Linked DNA regions of Mus musculus: region 2 is linked to region 1. A link is a contact called in public Hi-C data. All regions are on one chromosome and are shown on one strand. Each heading gives the region's core, a stretch centred on a gene start, on an enhancer-like site or on the middle of the called end of the contact. The rest is flanking DNA. Distances are from core to core; before and after follow the strand shown.

Region 1 (3,862 bases), core at 1,099-3,598:
TCTCTTCATAGCAATGGAACACTAAGATAAGACAACACCCTCCTTTCTCTACCCTCTTGACTTTGGGTCTTATCCCTTTTTTAAGCCCATAAAATATGATTGGTAATGTCTATATAATTTTGCATGTGTAGCCTTCCACGGGAGTGTGGTCAGTGTACTAGGGGCCAAAAGATTTTTTTTAAAAGGGCTTCTTCTCCCAAAAGCAATCAATTATAAATAGTGCTTCAGCTATGGGTTGGACTTTGTGCCCACCTCCCCTCTCTATGCTGGGTATTGATCTATAGTAAGCATTTACAAGCCTTGTGCAAGTTGTTAAACCTGTTGTGAGTTTACACATGAAGCTGTCCCTCTGGCTCTTAAACTCTTTCTGATCCATCTTCAGCAATGATCCCTGAGCATTGGGAACAGGAGGTGTGTTAGGTAATTCAATAAGGTATGGGCATTCCACAGTCTTTTATTCCCTGATATTGGCAAGTTGTGAGTCTTTGTATTGATCATCATCAACTGCAAATAGACGTTTCTCTGATCTGGGTTAATAGATTCATTGATCTATAATTATGATGGTAAGTCATTAAGAGTCAGTTTACTACCATATCTATTGATTAGAATTACAATTGTAGGTTCTCTTCTAGGTTCTGTGAATTGCCTAGCTATAAGCTATTAGCCTAAAAATCAGTGCCAAAGTATGAGTTCTAATCTATGAAGTGGGCTTTAAACCCAACCAGAAAGTAGATGTACTTTGTACTCTTGTGACTTTGTGCTATGTTGTTCCAGTGGACATGTCTGGCCAGGCCATTCAGTACACTAGCTTGCAGAATTCATAGCTGAGTAGGCGTGATGATGAGTTTCCCCCTGTGGTACCATCCATAGCACCACCCAGCATTATGAAAACCAGCCAGGAGAAACGAAGCTTCCAGGTCAGTACCAGCTTTGTCTCTTTATGTTCTGTGACTCAAGTATGAGTTGTCTTCAGCAATAGGGTCTTACCAGCAAGTTCTGGAAGGTATCTAAGGGAATGGTAATATCCTGTAATGTTCAGAAGTCTATGGAACCTCACTAACAACAACCCTAGTACCGGCATTGTCTCACCCTTGCCTTTGCTACCAGGACTACCTGTACTTTGCTTCCCAGGTAAGGTGCAGTGTTTATTTTTCCAAATGATGCTGCCAGTGAGGGACAGGGACAGTTCTCCAGAGTGTGGGGGCAGGTGGGAGGTGGGGTTGCTCAGTACAGTGCCTCGAGCAGCATTCCAGACCAGAAACATCTGCATGGCCTTTGCTGGTAACATGGGCATGGGACATCAACACAGACTCCAGCTGCCATAGGACCACAGACACAGCAGCATGGGTCTGATGTCCTCATGGCCTCAGGTGACAGAGCAGGTGAATCAGGTCAGCACCTTGTCCCCCTCTGCAGTAGCCTGGTTCTCAGACATCCACAAGGTCTTTGGTGGCAGTCCAGACCATGGACATGTCCTTGGCCTTTGGTGGTAGTTTGGGCCACAGACATTGACACAGATCCCAGCTGCAGCAGGACCATGGAACCAGACATGGTCCTTGGAGACAGCTCAGGCCAGGACCTCACCATGGCCTCCTCACATTTGCTTGTTTCTCACAACTGTAGAGTCCCCTGTTCCACTTTTCTTCAGTATATGAACCCCCAGCTTCTCTTTCTCTTCCATTTCTCTACCACATACTCCATCTTTCCCATCTATCCTTCACACATTCACCCATTGAGGTTACCCCTGTGGGGAGGAGCTTGGGTGTCTTTCTTCTGGCTGCAGCAGACCCTCCACAAAATTTTTAAAAGTTTTTTGTTTGTTTGTTTGGTTTGGTTTTGATAGTTATTGCTTTCCATAGCCCATGCTTCACCCTGCCTACCCCAATTTAACCCTTCCCATTTTGTTGCTCCCTTTAACTTTTTAGGCCACTGTGTCCTGTCTTCCTTCCTTTGAAAATCATGACATTTAAAAAATTTCTAGGCCTCTGCATGTATTTTAAATGAAAGACATATGTCTGGAGATTCATAGCTAACATCCACAAATGAGAGAAAACAAGCAATATGCAATGTTTACCCTTTTGTTTTGGGTTGCCTCTCTCAGAATTATTATTCGCTATATTCAGTTTTATCCATTCACCTGTGAATTTCATAATTTCATTTTTTGAGAGCTAAATCATATCTATTGTGTAAAGGTAGCACATTTTCATCCATTTGTACATTGATGGAAACTGAGTTATTTCCATTTTCTCCTGGTAGTGAATAGAGAAGCAGTGAATATGAGTGAGCAGGCATCTCTATAACAGGATAAAGAGCCCAAGAGCATAACTGCGTTATGTGGTATGTCTACAGCTTTTGAAGAAACCTCAACACTGATTTCCTGCTGGCACTGGTTTCCTGGCTGTACTAGTTGGCACACCCACCATCAGTGAAAAAACATTTCCCTTCCCCCACACTCAGACCAGTATCTCTTGCCACTTAGTTTTTTTGATCTATCCAATTTGAACAGGGTAAGGTGAAATCTCAAAGTAGTTTTAATTTGCATTTCTCTGATGGTGAAAGATGTTGGGTATAAAAAAAGTTTCTCGTTTATTTATATTCATTTTGAGGACTCTGTTTAGTTTTATGCCCTAATTTTTAAATGGGTTGCTTGTTTTTGATGTTTAGAGTTAAATTCTTTGTATATTTTAGATAACACTATGTCAGATGTACAGTTGGTAAAGACTTTTTCCCATCTGATAGTCTGCCTCTTTCCTGAAATAATGGTGTCCTTTCTTGTACAGAAGTTTTCTAATTTCATGATTGTTGGTCTTTATGCTTATACCACCTGGGTCCCATAGAAAGTCCTTTCTTGTGTCAATGAATTTAAGTTTATTCTCTAGTACGTTTTCATCTCTTCTCTTCTCTTCTCTTCTCTTCTCTTCTCTTCTCTTCTCTTCTCTTCTCTTCTCTCCTCTCCTCTCCTCTCCTCTCCTCTCCTCTCCTCTCCTCTCCTCTCCTCTCCTCTCCTCTCCTCTTCTCTTCTCTTCTCTTCTTTTTTCTTTATTTTAATAAGATTCAGGGTATTTTCTGTCATATAGAATATGCCTTGGTCCATTTGGGATAGAATTTTATGTAGGGTGAGAAATAAGAATGTGGTTTCATTCTTTCATATGTAGCAATCCAGTTTGACTAGCACAATTTGTTGAAGAAGTCTTTCTTCAAATGTGTATTAGTGACCACTTTGTAAAAAAGTCAGGTGACTATGGAAGTGTGGGCTTATGTGTGTGGTCTCACTTCTACTCTATTAATCAATGAGTCTGGTTTTATGCCAGTACCATGCTGTTTTTATTACAAGAACTCTATATTATAATTTGAAATCTGGAAAGGTTCTTGACACATCTAATTATTCTTCTTAAAAATTGTTTAGTATTTTTCTGGATTGTCTAGTATTTCATATTTCCATATAAAATTTAAGATTATTTTTTACCTTCTATGAAATATTGTACTGGCATTTTGATAGGGATTGCATTGAACTTGTATATTCTCTTGGTAGAATGACCATTCTACCTACTGATCCATGAGCAAGGGTTCTTTCCATCATTTCATGATGTCTTCTTCACCTTATTTTTCAGGGTATTAAGGTTTTCACTGTGCAAGGCTTTCTCTCCCTTTTCTCTTTCCTAGAGAAAATCTCTTTTCTCTAAGCTGTTTTTTCTTCTTTTTCTGAGGCACTTGTGAATGTTTCTTCCATTTCTTTCCCATTGTGATTTTCCTTTCTTTATAGTGTATATGAAGGCTACTGTTTTTCTGTTAATTCTATATCCTGCTACTTTGCTAGTTGTATTTATTAGTTATATGGATTAGATTTCTAGTGGAGTCTCCA
Region 2 (4,069 bases), core at 1,192-3,691, 170 kb before region 1:
TAAAGCACCTGTTGGAAGCAGGGTCAGTGAGTGATTCAGGTCAGATCTGAGAAACCTGACACCCAAGGAGTCGAGGACCATTAAAGTCTAGGGTGGCTCTTGATTTCCTGCCTCCGCTTGTGAGCCATCTCTTGGCTCAATTCTAAATAAAAATTCTTCTTATCCCAGAGAGGGGGAAACGGAGATTCAAAAGGTGAAGGGTGTGAAGAGGAGAGTCGTGCCAGGCATCAGAGCAGGGATTCCAACCTGGGTCTAGAAGAAACAAAAAATGAAACCAAAAAACAAAACCCAAAACTCAAACCAAGCACCATCCCCCTACCCCCACAGTTCACACTTCCCTTACTTGAGGTTTCCTGAGGGTGCATCACAGGAGAGGAATTAAGATCTACCGGGTCTGCCCCACCCATAAGTAGTCCTTTTCTAAGTCAACTGAGCAAATTTTCAGCCATGTTCTGAGCTTGGGTCAAAGCTGCAGCTAAAGATGACTACTAGAGAGATTTGGTTTCTTCCAGAAACTCAGGTCATGTGGAGAATGTTCAAGAGCTAGGAACATCATGTTTGATTATGCTGTTTCCTGTACTCATCCATTCATTTACTGAACAAGAAAATCATCTAACAGAATTGTACCAATTAATCAGTCGCCCCTCCCCCACCACAAGTTTTCCCCCACAGAGCCCAGAAAGCACTAGGAAACTTTTTTCTTTTTGTACACACTTTTAATTTTTCTCATACAGTATATTTTGATCATTTTTCCTCTCCCTAATTTTTCCCAGAACCTCCCTATCATTCAACTTCTTACCTCCCAAATCTTTTTAAAATACCACTCAAAAGCACAAAAATGAAACCTGGAACAAGCAAAAGATCAGTACAACAACAACAAAAATGTCAAAGTAAAACAAAAACTCCACAAACAACATAACCACAGAGTTCGTTTTTTTGTGTGTTAGCCAACTACTGGTGGGCCCAAGGACTGCCCTGGATTGTGGGTGATATAACCAGTGACACTCCATGGAAAAACTGATTGGGAAGCATGCCCCACATCTCAGGGACAAGCAATCCAATACTGTAGCTCCGTGTGTCTTCTAATTAATAAGTATGCTAGTGATGAAATTACTGTTATTGTCTTTGGCAGACACTGAAGTAAATTTCTTTTAATCTGGTAGGTTATAAATTTAGTATCAACCCTAGAAATAACACTCTATCAACCTGATACCTTATTTCACAATATAAGCCCCTGTATGACACTGTCAATCATTTTTTTAAATAGAGGTGTCTTAAACAGTTGTTCCTTGTTTTCAATACATAACTTAATAATCAAACTCAGGAAACTTACAAAGTGTAATATAGCGGTGAGTCCTTTAACAAAATCCATTCTTTGTGCCTGAGTTAATGAATGCTCATATTAATAAAGTCGTGAGCAATAGAAGCCAGAGCCTCCTGAAACCCCTGTAATTACTGTGGAGAAAAGTGAAACGATGTGCCTTGATTTCCAGCATCCAGACTTTTTGGAACAAGCTCATTTGGACAGGAGCCAAGAAATAAGTCTCGCTGCTGCAATTCTCCAAGGCTTTGTGCAAATAGCAATGGGCTGGAGGCAAGGAAGGTTAACTTGGAACATATTCTTTTTTTTTTTTTTTCTTTTTTCTTTCCCTGGGCTTCTTCATTAACTCCTACATCCTGCTATGAGAAAATTCGTTTTCAAGTGTCACATCTTTTAGCCGGTTTCCATACTTTCAGTATACATGAGGTAAAAGTAACACGTGGATAACCTTCCCTGACAGGCCCTTTTCATTTATGACTTGAGTTTGGGTTCCTACCCAGGCCTTCAGATTACATCCTCGCTCCGACCTACCGGACACTTATTTGAATACTCGGTCCACTCCCTGCTTCTCATCCTTGAACCAGAAACCTGGCTGTTCTGAGTGGCGAGGTCACACTTTTACCCCGTTAGTTTCTTGCACAAGCCTAATGCACAGAAACCCCGGAGTGTACCCACGGCGCCGTTCCGTGGCCACTAGGTTCCCGCCCCGCGCCACGCCGCCTCACAGCCAGATCCCCGGTTCCCGAGGGCGCACTGCCGCTTCCGGGAGGTCGTCCACGCTACTCCCCTGGCCGCCGGTCCCGCCCCGCTGGTAGCCCGCGCGTGCGCGCTTGGCCGCTGGAGCGCGCCCGGGCGCGCGCGCCGGAGGGGCGGGGCCGCGCCGCTCGCAGTTTGTCCCCGCCTCCGCCCCGCGGCGTTCCGTTGTCGCCCTGGCAACCCGAGAGCGGCAACGGCGGAGGCGCGGGAGTCCGGCGCCGCCTCTCGGCCGCCACGCGGTAGGCAGCGGCCACACGGCCCGCGCTGTCCCCGCCTCCCGGCCCGCCCTCGCCGGCCAGAGTGAGCGACCGCCAGTCCGCGGATCCCGGCCGCCGTCCGGGCGCGCGCAGCTAGCGGGCGCGACTATGCCAAGATGGTCCTGCAGGCGCGGAGCAAGCACCGGGACGCGGCTCCCAGGCCGCCCCGGTCGGCCCGCTCGTCGCCGCCGCCACTGAGCGGGGCATCCGAGGTGGACGCCGGGGAGCTGGGGTCGGAGCGCACGCCGCCGTCGCCGGGGCGCAGGGGCGCGGCGGGCAGGAAGGGACCCCGCGCAGGGACCGCCGCGCCCGCCCCGGACGGCCTCGCGGGCCGCCTGGCGGCCGGGCTGCACTGGGCGCTGGGCCTGCGGCGCGGGCGCGGCCGGACCTGGAGCACGCTGCTGCTAGGTGAGCCAGTTAGCAGCCCTCTCTGACTTTTCCCGGGACGCTCCTGCCTCCTCCCTACTCCTCCCCGCTCCTTCCGGGGCTCAGCTCCACACATCCTCTGCCCCGCGGTCCGCCCGGGCTTTTAAAAACATGGCCCCGAGATCAACAGCTGCTCGGCTGGCCGCGGGCGGGCTGGTCCGCGCCGAGGAGACTGGATTCTGCCTGCATCCACAGTCCACTCTTTACCCCTGGCCCAGCCGCTACTTCGGAGGATGGTTTGCTTGGTGATGCGAGCGATTCCTGGAGCTCGAAATACCCAGGTTTCCTGACTTAGAAAGTTGCCAAACTTATAATTAAATTTTAGCGTGCTTTTTCCCTTCTTGGCCGCAAACACTGAGGGTGGCACTTCGTGGTTCTGTCACTTTTCAGGCTGCGTCGTGTTTTGGATGCCCAAGCTTTAACCTTGCCTGCTGGCATCTCTTTACCTTCTTCCATGCACCAAATGGATGGGATGTAACTTGTGCCTAGAAGAAATAAAGTTGAGGCATTTACGTGTGGACTATCTTCTGGGTTCGTTTTCTGTGACTTTGTCGGATAAGGCAAGTTTATAGAAGTTGGATTAATAGGCCTAATTTTAACAAGCCCTTCATAAGGATTCTGTGATATTTTTGCCACGATGGGATTTAGTTGTTGAATTATGTAGTGATATTTTCTTACTATCTTTTCCCTGTTGCTTAATGACCTCTAAGAGTTTGGGGTGCTTGAAGTTTGGGGTTTAGACAGACAATACAGCAAAATCAGCCTTCCTGTGGGGCCAGCCTCTTCTGCAGCTGTATAGTTATTGAAAGCCAGTCATGGCTGTGTGTTTGTGGGTTCAAGAAGGCTGGCATCGTTACTAGGATTTTTTTTTTTTAAATACTTGGGTCAAGATTTGGCAAATTCATTATTTTCATCATTCCCTCCTTCAGCAGCTAGCTTGAGAACATGGCAAGTGTACAGGTTAAATCCACCTTGGGGAGGCAGCGTGGTACAGTGGCTGAGGTTGAAGGCACTCAGCACTGGTGCAGAGTGCTTGATTTTGGTTTAAGTCTCACTTTGAGGGCCTTCCTTCTGTGTTATATGGAGTTATCCCATGCCCTGCTTACCCAGGGATGTCCTGAAGAGCAATACCAACTCCTTGGGTGATGCATGTTTGTACCCAAAGCATTTTACAGCATCAGTTCCTATGTAAAAGCAAATGCATAATCCTGATTTCTGATCCCACGGCAGAAGAAAGCTCCAGCGTTTGTGAACGGCTAGTACAAACAGCAACTGTAGTAGAGTAAGGGATGACACTGTTTATTTTAGG

The links. A called contact is a pair of places that touch in the nucleus more often than the background predicts.
Region 2: a Hi-C map of CD8 T cells shows a contact between it and region 1, with 3 times the contacts expected there. The contact joins the promoter of Dpy19l1 here to the enhancer-like site in region 1. A contact is called at or near these places in 3 of 39 promoter capture datasets (embryonic stem cells, liver and stem cell-derived epiblast-like cells), 9 of 484 Hi-C or Micro-C datasets (CD4 T cells, CD8 T cells, brain and 4 more), 2 of 115 datasets of contacts at active chromatin or transcription factors (memory CD8 T cells and neural progenitor cells) and 1 of 9 other capture datasets (adipose tissue).

Annotation. Positions count from the first base shown.
Region 1 is chr9:24,330,392-24,334,253 of GRCm38.p6, reverse strand. No RefSeq gene overlaps it. Among named protein-coding and RNA genes, the nearest start is that of Dpy19l1, 170 kb to the left of the region's middle. Within about 2 kb of position 2,348, at least 11 of the 459 cell types and tissues checked have an H3K27ac peak or open chromatin away from gene starts, as enhancers often do. A contact at or near this core is called in CD8 T cells and memory CD8 T cells, where this site is marked.
Region 2 is chr9:24,501,512-24,505,580 of GRCm38.p6, reverse strand. Dpy19l1 (dpy-19-like 1 (C. elegans)) reads left to right here and starts at 2,441. Exons shown (of 23, transcript NM_001359948.1): 1 at 2,441-2,742. The coding sequence starts at 2,451. It overlaps LOC115487153 (a long non-coding RNA gene), which reads left to right and starts at 3,048. Exons shown (of 2, transcript XR_003948106.1): 1 at 3,048-4,069.